2 separate regions of the Mus musculus genome follow, and region 1 is linked to region 2. Evidence: chromatin contacts called from public promoter capture Hi-C data. All regions are on one chromosome and are shown on one strand. Each heading gives the region's core, a stretch centred on a gene start, on an enhancer-like site or on the middle of the called end of the contact. The rest is flanking DNA. Distances are from core to core; before and after follow the strand shown.

What was found. Promoter capture Hi-C pulls out the DNA fragments that hold promoters and counts their contacts.
Region 1: a promoter capture Hi-C map of liver shows a contact between it and region 2, with 2.0 times the contacts expected there. The contact joins two enhancer-like sites. A contact is called at or near these places in 9 of 39 promoter capture datasets (the 3T3-L1 cell line, 3T3-L1-derived adipocytes, the HPC-7 cell line and 5 more), 2 of 115 datasets of contacts at active chromatin or transcription factors (CD8 T cells and embryonic stem cells) and 2 of 9 other capture datasets (adipose tissue and liver).

Annotation. Positions count from the first base shown.
Region 1 is chr16:32,127,532-32,133,148 of GRCm38.p6, reverse strand. No RefSeq gene overlaps it. Among named protein-coding and RNA genes, the nearest start is that of Cep19, 31 kb to the right of the region's middle. Within about 2 kb of position 2,793, at least 161 of the 459 cell types and tissues checked have an H3K27ac peak or open chromatin away from gene starts, as enhancers often do. A contact at or near this core is called in CD8 T cells, the HPC-7 cell line, adipose tissue and 1 more, where this site is marked.
Region 2 is chr16:32,055,605-32,060,740 of GRCm38.p6, reverse strand. All of the region lies in intron 1 of Pak2 (p21 (RAC1) activated kinase 2), which reads left to right. Among named protein-coding and RNA genes, the nearest start is that of Gm26419, 7.7 kb to the left of the region's middle. Within about 2 kb of position 1,725, at least 109 of the 459 cell types and tissues checked have an H3K27ac peak or open chromatin away from gene starts, as enhancers often do. A contact at or near this core is called in CD8 T cells, the HPC-7 cell line, adipose tissue and 1 more, where this site is marked.

The DNA of each region.
Region 1 (5,617 bases), core at 1,544-4,043, 71 kb before region 2:
AGCCTACATAGAAATTTTTCCATCTTTTGGATCGCTACTGAGAGCTGTACAAGTTTTCTTTTTAAAGTGCCATTAAGCAGCTGTTTAGAGGTATTGTTTAGTGGGTATTGGGGCCAAATTTAGCCTGTGAATCCAGAAGCCTTTAAGAGTGGGAGACATCCCAGCAGGGAGTCTGGAAGCATTGGTGAAGACGGTTCCTTTGGACTGAGAGTAGAAGCTGTCAATTATCTCAACCAGCCTTCTGAGGATTCATGTGATAGCTAGGAGTGTTGGCAGCCAAGCCAGATCATCAGGGTGTCATGCGATGAAATGGGGGCTAGAGAAAGAGCTATGACAATCAAGAGAACGGTTTACCTAGGCCTAGGATTTCCCAGCAGTGAGAAAGAAACTGCCTCAAGCAGAGAGAAAAATCGCACCCAAGGGAAGATGTCCTAGAACGAAGGGTCATAACTGTGAATAACTCCAGCCTCAAGGACATCAGAGAGTGGCTTCGAGTTCAACAGCCCTCTCGTGGAACCAGGGGCCATTTACGATGACCAGTGGAAGGGAAGCTTACCACTTCTCCAGGGTTTAGATGGAGGTCTAGAATTTCCAATGTCTGCAAAGTCCATGTGGCGTTGGGAAATATGTACTTGCAAGTTTGTAAATCTGAATCTTGGGAAATGAGAACCTGAAAGTTTCTAAATCCAAGAGTCAGCACCAAGCACTATATTTTTAAAAAAGTCAAGGATGTGCTTTGTAGAGAGAGGTATGGTGAGGATGGGGGTGTGCCTTAGCGGGCCCGTGCTGAGGCATCCCTTCCCCCTGAGGGACCAGCCATATACTATTCTATAGTATAGATAGAATAGAGTTTATTTAAAGCATGGGAAGGGGAAGTGAGAAGAGAGTAAACACAGAGAGACAGAAAGAGAGGGGTGGAAGAGAGGCAGTCCAGGAACACATGAAGAAAGAGGGATCAGGGAGAGAGGAGGGAGGAGTCAGGGAGAGAAGAGAGTCAGAAAGAGAAGGAGCAGAGGGAGTGTGAAGGAGCCGAACAGCCCCCTTTATAGCAAGCCAGGCCTACCCGGCTGTTGCCAGGTAACTGTTGGACGGAGCCTAGAAGGAATGCCAACTGTAAAGGTATCTGGAGCAAAAATATTCATCAACAGACAAAGGGAAAGCAAAAGACATAAAACTATTTTTTTTAAAGATTTATTTATTTATTATATGTAAGTACACTGTAGCTGTCCTCAGATAATCCAGAAGAAGGCATCAGATTTCGTTACGGATGGTTGTAAGCCACCATGTGGTTGCTGGGATTTGAACTTGGGACCTTTGGAAGAGCAGTCGGCGCTCTTAACCACTGAGCCATCTCGCCAGCCCCCATAAAACTATTTTTTAAAAAGCACTTTTTTTTTTTTTAAGATTTATTTTATTTTATTTTATTTATTACATGTAAGTACACTGTAGCTGTCTTCAGACCCTCCAGAAGAGGGAGTCAGATCTCATTACGGATGGTTGTGAGCCACCATGTGGTTGCTGGGATTTGAACTTCGGACCTTCGGGTGCTCTTACCCACTGAGCCATCTCACCAGCCCAGCACTTTCTTTTTAACGAGGACACTACTGTTGTTCACAGCAACCTGACACCACAGTGTGGTGGTCTCGAGTGTCCCAAGGTGCTCTCTGAGGGCTTTTCGCACAAAGATCTCACTGTTCCACAGAGTCCGTGATGACGGTGAAGTTGGAATGCAGCGGGAAATTCAGGAGACTGAGTTCAAACCAGGAGACTCCATTAAACTAACAGCAACTTTAAAAACTCCCCACTAGCCATCTCACCTTCCATCACCACTAACAGTTCTCACACTTATTCTGTACTAATGTTTTATATAATTCCACTTCATCTGAGGGAAACACTGGGCTGAGAACAGATAAGATTTGCAGAAGATCACATGGGATTAAGGTCAAGATGTTATCAGTGTGCTACAGAAAGCCATCTCAGCACCCTACCATCTCTATCAAGTATATCAAACTGTCGGCCCTGGATATCAAAACAGTGGCCCCTGAAAAACACACGTTTACTGATTAAATGCCAAATAAGGAGAAGGTTCATATGGGGCAGAGGTAAGGAGGCTCAGAGTAGCAGTTGTCACCTATTGCAACTGGGACTCCAGAGGCATCATCACAACGTGGGGACAGCCTGGAGGGTGTTTATAGGCACTCCGTCTTTCCATTTCTTTATCTCTCTGCTTGTTTGTTTGTTTGAGATGGTGGTCCCACATAACCCAGGTTGGCTTCAAACTCCTCTCTGATCTTCCCTAACTCCTGCCTCTTAAATGCTGGGATTACAGCTAGTGACACCACGGACAGCATTGGCCTCCTCCATTTTAAAAACATGTGTAATTTGTGTGTGTGTGTGCGTGCACCAGGGAATTTGTGTGGAAGTCAGAGGTTGGTTTGTGGAGTTTGTCTCCTCCTCTTGTTGTGGGCTCCAGTTTGTTGTCAAGTTTGCTGGCAAGCACGTGACCCATAAACTGAACCATCCAACCAATCCCTTAAAGTCTAACGCGAGTGCCGGGATTATAAACATCAAACCAATTTTCAGTGGGGTTAAAGTTGGCTTGAGTGTGATCGCGGCCCAAACCCATGGCTCTGAGGCTCTTGGGGGTGGGGTGGGGCCAGTATGGGAGGGCATAGAGGAGGTACGTGGCTATAGTGGGGGTAGGGTGGGCGGAGAGGGCCATGCTTTCTAGAGGGTGTGAGCATTTCTCCTTCCGGCTGGTGTTTTCGATGTGGTAAGCACATCCCTTCTACGGAAGCCCTGGAGAGGAAACCTGGCACTTCCTGTTCTTACCAGTGCTGCGGCAAACTGCAACGGTAAGGGAAGAAACACGGGGGAAGGAGGAAGAGGAAAGCTCTGGCCAGGTCAAGATGCCAGGCTCCAGAAGCACACAGCTGGTTCTTTTCCAGGAGACTTAGAGAACAGGTCACCGTCCCTATGCCAGAGCCTCTGGTCAGTCGGGAACCAGATGATAATTTCTCCACATTGAAAAGCAGCCAAACGGACCACACAGTTGAAGAACTTAAGAATGAAAGTATACAGCAAGGGCGAGACTGTCAAAGAAATCTGCGTAGCCTCGATGTTCCCCCTCCCCCTTTCCATTCTACCTCCAACGCCATGCAGAGTTGGGCAGGATCATTTTAATATCAGATTCTGCTTCTCAACCTTGGAAGGAAACGTCTCTGCTTCCATGAGCTGTTTCATAGGATTTAGCAGGACAGCATCCTGACCGCTGGACGCGGGTCCACAGGTGCTGCTGACGAGTGACAGAGTATTTAGATGTTGTTTTTATCTTGAGAACCAAACCAAATACCTTTCTTTCTCACGGCATTGCTATCCTGTCCCTTTCAGAAGAGCCTGTCCATGTGTAGCTTTTCTCTGAGATTTTAACTTTTAGAACCCACCTTTGTCCCCGCTAAGATGTTGGCGGGCCACATGCCTGGCCCCTGCTCCCCTCTTAACACCATGGGAGACCTTTCACACCGGGGGCCACTGCTCTTAACATTTTGGGTGTGCGAAACACTTCACGCTTGCTTTCAGGCCAACCCTGACTTTCTTGAACTAGATCTTGAGTAGTATCAACTTCCTCTAGTTCCTGTTTCAGGGAGTAGAGCATCTTTTCTCTGAAGAGAGACAGCAAAATGAAAATCCGGCTTCGATGTTAATGCTTGATTAGAGAAGAAAACGCCACATAGATTTCTAACTTTTTAGAAGCATAAAGTTTTGCCTTCCTGCCCCCTCACCCAGGCACCCTGAGGTTTTACCTCTCTCTTTTTTAAAAGGGATTCCCCCCCACCCCCAAATAGGGTTTCTCTGTGTAGCCCTGGCTGTCCTGAACTTATTCTGTAGAACAAGCTGGCCTTAAATGCAGAGATCCATCTGCCTCTGCCTCCAGGATGCTGGGATTAAAGGAGTGCGCCATCATGACTGGCTAAGGGGATATATATATATATATATATATTTTTTTTAAAGATTTATTTATTTATTTATTTATTTATTTATTTATTATATGTAAGTACACTGTAGCTGTCTTCAGACACTCCAGAAGAGGGCATCAGATTTCATTTCGGATGGTTGTGAGCCACCATGTGGTTGCTGGAATTTGAACTCTGGACCTTCGGAAGAGCAGTCGGTGCTCTTAACCACTGAGCCATCTTGCCAGCCCGGGATTTATATTTTTTATTAAGATTTTAAGTTTTGGATATTGATTGATTGAGTGTGTGAGTGTTGGTGTTTGAGTGCCATGTAGGTGTGAGTGCCCACAGAAGCCAGAATAAATCCTTGGCTCTCCTGCAGCTGGAGTTACAGGCAGCTGCGAGTCTCTTGACTTGGGTGCTAAGAACCCACTTCTGATTCTGTAGAAGGGCAGGATGAGCCTTCCCACCAGCTCCTGCAGTTTTGTTTCTAAAGATGTCCTCCTCCCGCCTCCTCCGCTCCCTTCCCCCTTCTCCCCCTCCCCTCTTCCCTTCTCCTCCCCCTCCTCTACTTCCTCTCCCCTCCTCCCCTTCCTCTTCCTTCCTCTTCTTCCTCTTCCTCCCCTCTTCTTCCTCCTCTTTTTTTTTTAAGCCAGAAATACCAACTATATTTTATTGACTTCCAGACCAACTTTAATGGAAGTTTGTCAAATGCTCTGTAATATCTACCCATTAGGTCTCAGTATATAACAAACCAACATGATGCGACCCAAGGGTCCCTTCAGTTGAAGCACTGGCTCTGATATCTAATATTCCCCATCAGATATCTAACGGTTGACAGGAGAGGGCCAGAAAGCTAGACATCTCCGTCTTCACACTGTGCCTGTCTGCTTTGCTACCTTAGCCTTTGCGTCAGATTTCCTGTTCTGTAGCCTGATCCTTCACAGGAGCTGGTGAGCTCTTACTCCTACTCCATCCTCATGGTCTGTCAGGCACTGCAGCCCGACTGTCCAAAGCTGTGCAAGATCAGCTCCAGATGGGTGTGAGTCCATGTTCTCCCCGGCCGCTGGGGTGTGGGAAACTCTGCTGGGGAGGCAGAACACAGAGACCCTGGACCGTACTTACCCTTCACTGCTGCTGTAGAGGGCTGGGTCCTTAGCTTAGTGGAGGGTTGTCTTGGAGTGCAGGCAGGCCTTCTGCGGGAGAGTTAGGGAGTGCGGCTGGGTAGGTGAAGGCCTTCTCATGCTCCCCACAGCAGTTTTTGATGAAAGAGACAGTCCTTGGCTCCAAACTATTTACTGATTATTCATTGTGGAAAATGGATGCATACCACCTCGTCAGGGCACACCAGAGATTGAATACCATTTGCGGGGAAGAACGTCCAAGGAGAGAAGCTTATTGGTTTAACCCATGTAGATACCTACCTCATTAGCATGGAGAACTCTGTTTTGGCCTATGTGACCACAGATAAGAAGCGTGGCCCGCGTTCAGGCCAGGAATCTAGTGGGGATCAGGGAGACCCCTACCTTCTTAGGTGGGTACCTGAGTGCCGGGGTCTCAGACCCACTCAACCTTACCAAGTTTCCTGGCATGGTCCATTGTCCCATAGACTGGAAAGATGGCTTAGCAGTTAAGAGCACTGGCTCTTTGTCCAATCTCCAGCA
Region 2 (5,136 bases), core at 476-2,975:
ACTCTATCTATTTTCAGTTTGTTTTTGGATTCACTAAAATCTTGTTTTATTTACTAGCATTTGTTTGTATACTAAATTTTTAAAACTTTTGCTTTTACATTTATTTGATTTGTATATGTATGTGTGTGGAGGTCAGAGGAAAATTTGTACATGGTGTAGCATTCCTTCCACCATGTAGTTTCTGGAGATGGAAAGAACCAGGTTGTCAGGCTTGGCAGAAAGTATCTTTGCCCATAGAGCCATCTCCCTGGCCCCATGACATAAATCTTTTGATCAGTCCCATGAACTTGTGTTTGTCTGAGTTCCTTACAAGTCTTCTCTGCGTTCCTACACCTCTCTGCATCAAGTCTTTGCTTTGGAGCTTTGCCATCTTGGCCTGATGTTCTGACTGGCATACTCTGGTGAACACTTCCTTTCCAGTGTGGGAGCCTCTGACTCAGTGTATGGCCGCACCTGCAGGTAGTCGGGGCTCGTTCTCATCTGTACTTAAGCTCACAGAGGTTCGTAAGGTTTGGGATGCCATGGTGTCAGTGTAGAAAGAGATTGTTAGAGTTCTGGTCAGTGTTGTTATATTAGTAAGTTCCTGAAAACATAAAGTAAAATTTTGCATCATGAACCATGTTTTCTGGTAATGTGTTTTTCACTTCTGTGTCATAGCTGATCCCAGTAGATAATATAAATTCATTTCCACTAGTTAGACTGACTGAGTCCAGACACCACTTCCTTATTTCTGTCGTGTATTTAGCTACTTCTGGTCTTCTTCAGAACACAATTGAGGAATTGTGTTGAGGCTCATCACAGTTAAACAATGGGCCTCTTAGAGAGTACAGTGTGTTTTGGCACACTTTTTGTTTTGCCTACTTGTTTGTTACTGAAAAGTATCAAAAAGTGAAAGGATTGGAGAGAGGCACTACTTACTTTTTTTTTTTTCATACAGCATTTTTGAGTAGTGGTAAAACAATATAGGCTATATTATCATTTTATTATGAAGTGTGTTTGACTTGGTTTGGGGACAGGATTTCATGTATCTTAGGCTGTGTTCAATTATTTTTTTTCTTAAAGATTTATTTATTTATTTATTCATTCATTCATTTTTATGAATATGAGTATACTGTACTATATATACAGTATGTATACAGACAGTATGCTGTCTTCAGACACACCAGAAGAAGCCATCAGATCCCTCTTCACAGATGGCTGTGAGCCACTGTGTGGTTGCTGGGACTTTTTGAAGAGCAATTGGTGCTCTTAACTGTTGAGCCAGCTCTCCAGCCCTGTGTTCAACTCTTCATGCATCCAAGAATGACTTTGAAGTTCTTGCCTCCAACCTCTCTGTGGTAGGATGCATGCGCCCCTTGTCTGGTTTTGTACAGTGCTAGGGACTGACTACCACTAAGCAGGCACTCTTTACCAACTAAGCCTCATCTCCAGTCCTGTGAGTTGTTTTTGTGTCTATTGTACCTGTCTAAAATATAAGGTTAAAGAATTTTATTGGGACCTTACCAGGCACTTTTTAGGCACTTAACACTGTCTGTAGGAGCAGTGCACAAAAAGCTGCGTTGTGGGAAAGAGACTAAGGCCATAAGTCAGCAGTGAGGGGCAAGTACAAGCTTTTCAAAGGTAACCCTGTTAGTGTGACCTGCTTTATCTGTGTCTAGTGAACGGCTGGGTGAGAAAAGGACTGCTACATTCAGGAGGGATAGGCTTCACTGGGGAGCAGAGCATGGTCAACATGAGTCAGTCGGCAGTCCTGTCTAAGGTATGCACAGTCCTTGCCCTTTGGGCTGAGTGAACTTGGGGGAGAAAAGTGACGTAAGTTATTGACTAATTGTCACAGTTATAATTCAGTTCCGGAAGTCATCCAGCACACTGGATTAGTATAGAGAAAAGCATGAGGAATGTTGGTTTTCTAACATATAATTTAATATCAGAATTTATGTAAGGTAGGGATCTTCTACTGCTATACTCCACGGTTTTTATAAGGCTTGGGGTCTGGTACTAGGATTAGATCTGTGTCATGTTTTAGGTAAGTCTCTTACTTCTTGATACTCGCCTGTGAAATGTGGCAGGTAATGTGTGTCAAAGTAATGCCCCAGAGCAAGTAGCGAGTGTGAAGGAAAGAAGAGCTGCGGGACTCAGAGGGAAGTAAGAATGTTCTCATCTCTCGGTTCTCAGGTTATAGCTGCTTTTCTCCAAGTCCTAGAATTTGAGCTAACTTGAAGAAATAAAGTTTATTTTAAATTTTGTGTGGATTTAGTTGGCCTCATTTTTATTGTAGATAAAAGTTTTCTCACAAAAGATCAAGATTCAATTACCATTCAATACCTTGTTTACTGAGGAGTTGTTTGATTTTCTAACATACGTACTTTTACATCAGAATTTATGTAAAGTAGGGATCTTCTACCACTGTCCTCCACAGTTTTTATAAGATGGATGAGAGCTCAGATGGTCAGGGTAGCTGTCTCCAAGCCTCATGACCTGAGTCTGATCCTCAGGACCCACACAGAAAGGAGCAAATTCACTGTTTCAAGTTGTTTGCTGACCTAACATACTCCTTCATGTGCATCCTGAATGGATGGATGGATGGATAGATGGATGGATGGATGGATGGATGATTTAAAAGCAAAAATAGGTCTGGAGAGATGGTTTGGTGGGTAAAACACGCCAAGCTAGTGTCAGGGCCTTAGTTTGGATCCCCAAAACCCATGTAAAGCCAGATATAGTAGTACATATTCCTGGTGTTCCTATAACAAGAAGAGAGAGATGGAAACAGGAGAATTCCTCAGAAACTCATGAGCCAGATAGCCTGGCATGCACAGCGGTAAATGAGACCCTGGCTCAAAACATGGAAAGCAAGGGCTTATCCATGAAGTTACCATTTGACCTCCAAATGTGTGCTTACACATTCTCAAGAAGATTAAATAACAAAGACAAGGGGACTAGATAGCTTCTTCCAGAGGACAAAGTTCAGTTATTGGCACCTACATTAGGTGACTCACAGCCTCTAGTAACTCCAACTCCAGTGGATCAGATGTCTTCTTTTGGCTACCTCGAGCAACCCCACACAGGCAAAACTCACACAAGCACACACACATAATTTTTTTAAATATAAAAGACAAAATATATATCTATACATGAATGCAAGTAGAGTTAAAATATCCACCAAGATAGCTATGAGAGAGATGTCACCTGTCTATCTGAGCAGAGCATTAAAAGGTGACAGGCAGTCTTGGCATTACAGCCACACTGCCTTATTAAAATGAACTCTAATGTCCAAAAACTGTTATTTTGTGTTTGTACCACAGTAAGAGCCAAGATTTTAAGCTCTACTCAAAACAAAACAAAACAAACAAAAAGACTTTTTATCTATTTATGTTCATTAAAAACTAATAGTGATATATTATTTTAAAATGTCATACACAAAAATTAATTGATTGTGCTGTTTGTTAATATATTTGGAGTTATTTAAAATTCATATTGAGAAAAATGTATGTATTTTCAGTTACTGTAGACAAACATCTACATAAGACTGTTCAACTGATTGTTGTTTTATATCAAACAACTTTTATAATACTCATTTTTATTGTTAAAATATTTTATAAATTTTAAAGAATATGGTAAAAAAAGGTATTGCAGGTTTTGAAGGGGGCTCTCTGGGAGGAGTTGGGGTACAAAAGGGAAAGAAGAATGTGATTTACTCAAAATATGTTTTTAAATGTTAACAAATTCAGATTTTAAAAAAAAGCATTCTCTTTGGACTACTTAATGGTATTTATTTATTTGTTCCCTTAGTTGACTGCCATTCTGACTACTGGTAAGCTGGAATCTCAGCCTAGCCTTGATTTGCATTTCCCTGATGGTGTCTTGAGACTGGGCATTCTTTATGTGTTTATTGATGTTTGTATTTCAGATTTGTTTTGTGCCCATGTGTTTGTGAATGCCACAGTACCAGAGGACAAAGTTGGAATTCAGTTCTCTTCCTGTCACCTTATAGGAGTCTATCAAAGTGTTTGTCAGGCCTGGATGTAAGCACCACTAGCTACTGAGCCACCCCCTCTGGTCCTTATTTTTTGACAACTGTTTGTTAATTTCATTAGCCCATTAATTGATTGTGCTGTTTGGTTTTGTTGTTGTTGTTGTTATTTGGGGTTTTTTTGTTTTTTGTTTTAGTTCTTTGTATATTCTGTCAGGTATGTCCAGCCTGCAGTTCATGGGCCACATGGATAGAAAGAGACCCAAAACAAAATATTAAACAGTTCAAATATTATGAGTTTTTGGTCTTTTTGTATGTGTGTGATTTAGTTTTTTAGTTTATAGATGATACTGTGTTGCAGTAGCAAAGGCTGAATACACTTTATTGAACCTCTATGATATATATATATCTGGGCAAGTTCCCCTCATTATCTGGGCTGCCTCTCACTTGGTTAACTGTTTCCTTTATTGTACAGAAGCTGTCATGTCATGATGCCCCATTTGTCCCTTGTTGACCTTATTTCCTGAGTGAGAGCTCACTCAGAACAGTGTTGAGTATTTGCCCTAGTTTTCCTTTAGCAGTTTCAGAATTTAAGGGCCCTGTTCAGAGCCTCTGTGCCTGTGCCTGTGTCTTAAATGTTTTCTCTCTAGCAGTTTCAGAATTTTGATCTTACATTAAGATCTTTGATCCATTTCAGGTTGATTTTGTGAGACACAAGGATCTAATTCTTCTCCATATGGACATCAGTTCGCCTAGCACGGATTGTTGAAGAAGCTGTCTTTTCTCCAATGTATATTCTTAACATCTTTGTCAAAAATCATGTTTTAGAGCCGGGCGTGGTGGCACACACCTTTAATCCCAACACTTGGGAGGCAGAGGCAGGCGGATTTCTGAGTTCGAGGCCAGCCTGGTCTACAGAGTGAGTTCCAGGACAGCCAGGGCTATACAGAGAAACCCTGTCTCAAAAAACCAAAAATAAATAAATTTTTAAAAATCATGTTTTGGGGGGCTGGAGAGATGGCTCAGTGGTTATGAGCACTGACTGCTCTTCCAGAGGTCCTGAGTTCAATTCCCAGCAACTACATGGTGGCTCATAACCATCTGTAATGGGATCTGATGCCCTCTTCTGGTGTCTGAAGACAGTTACAGTGTACTCATATAAA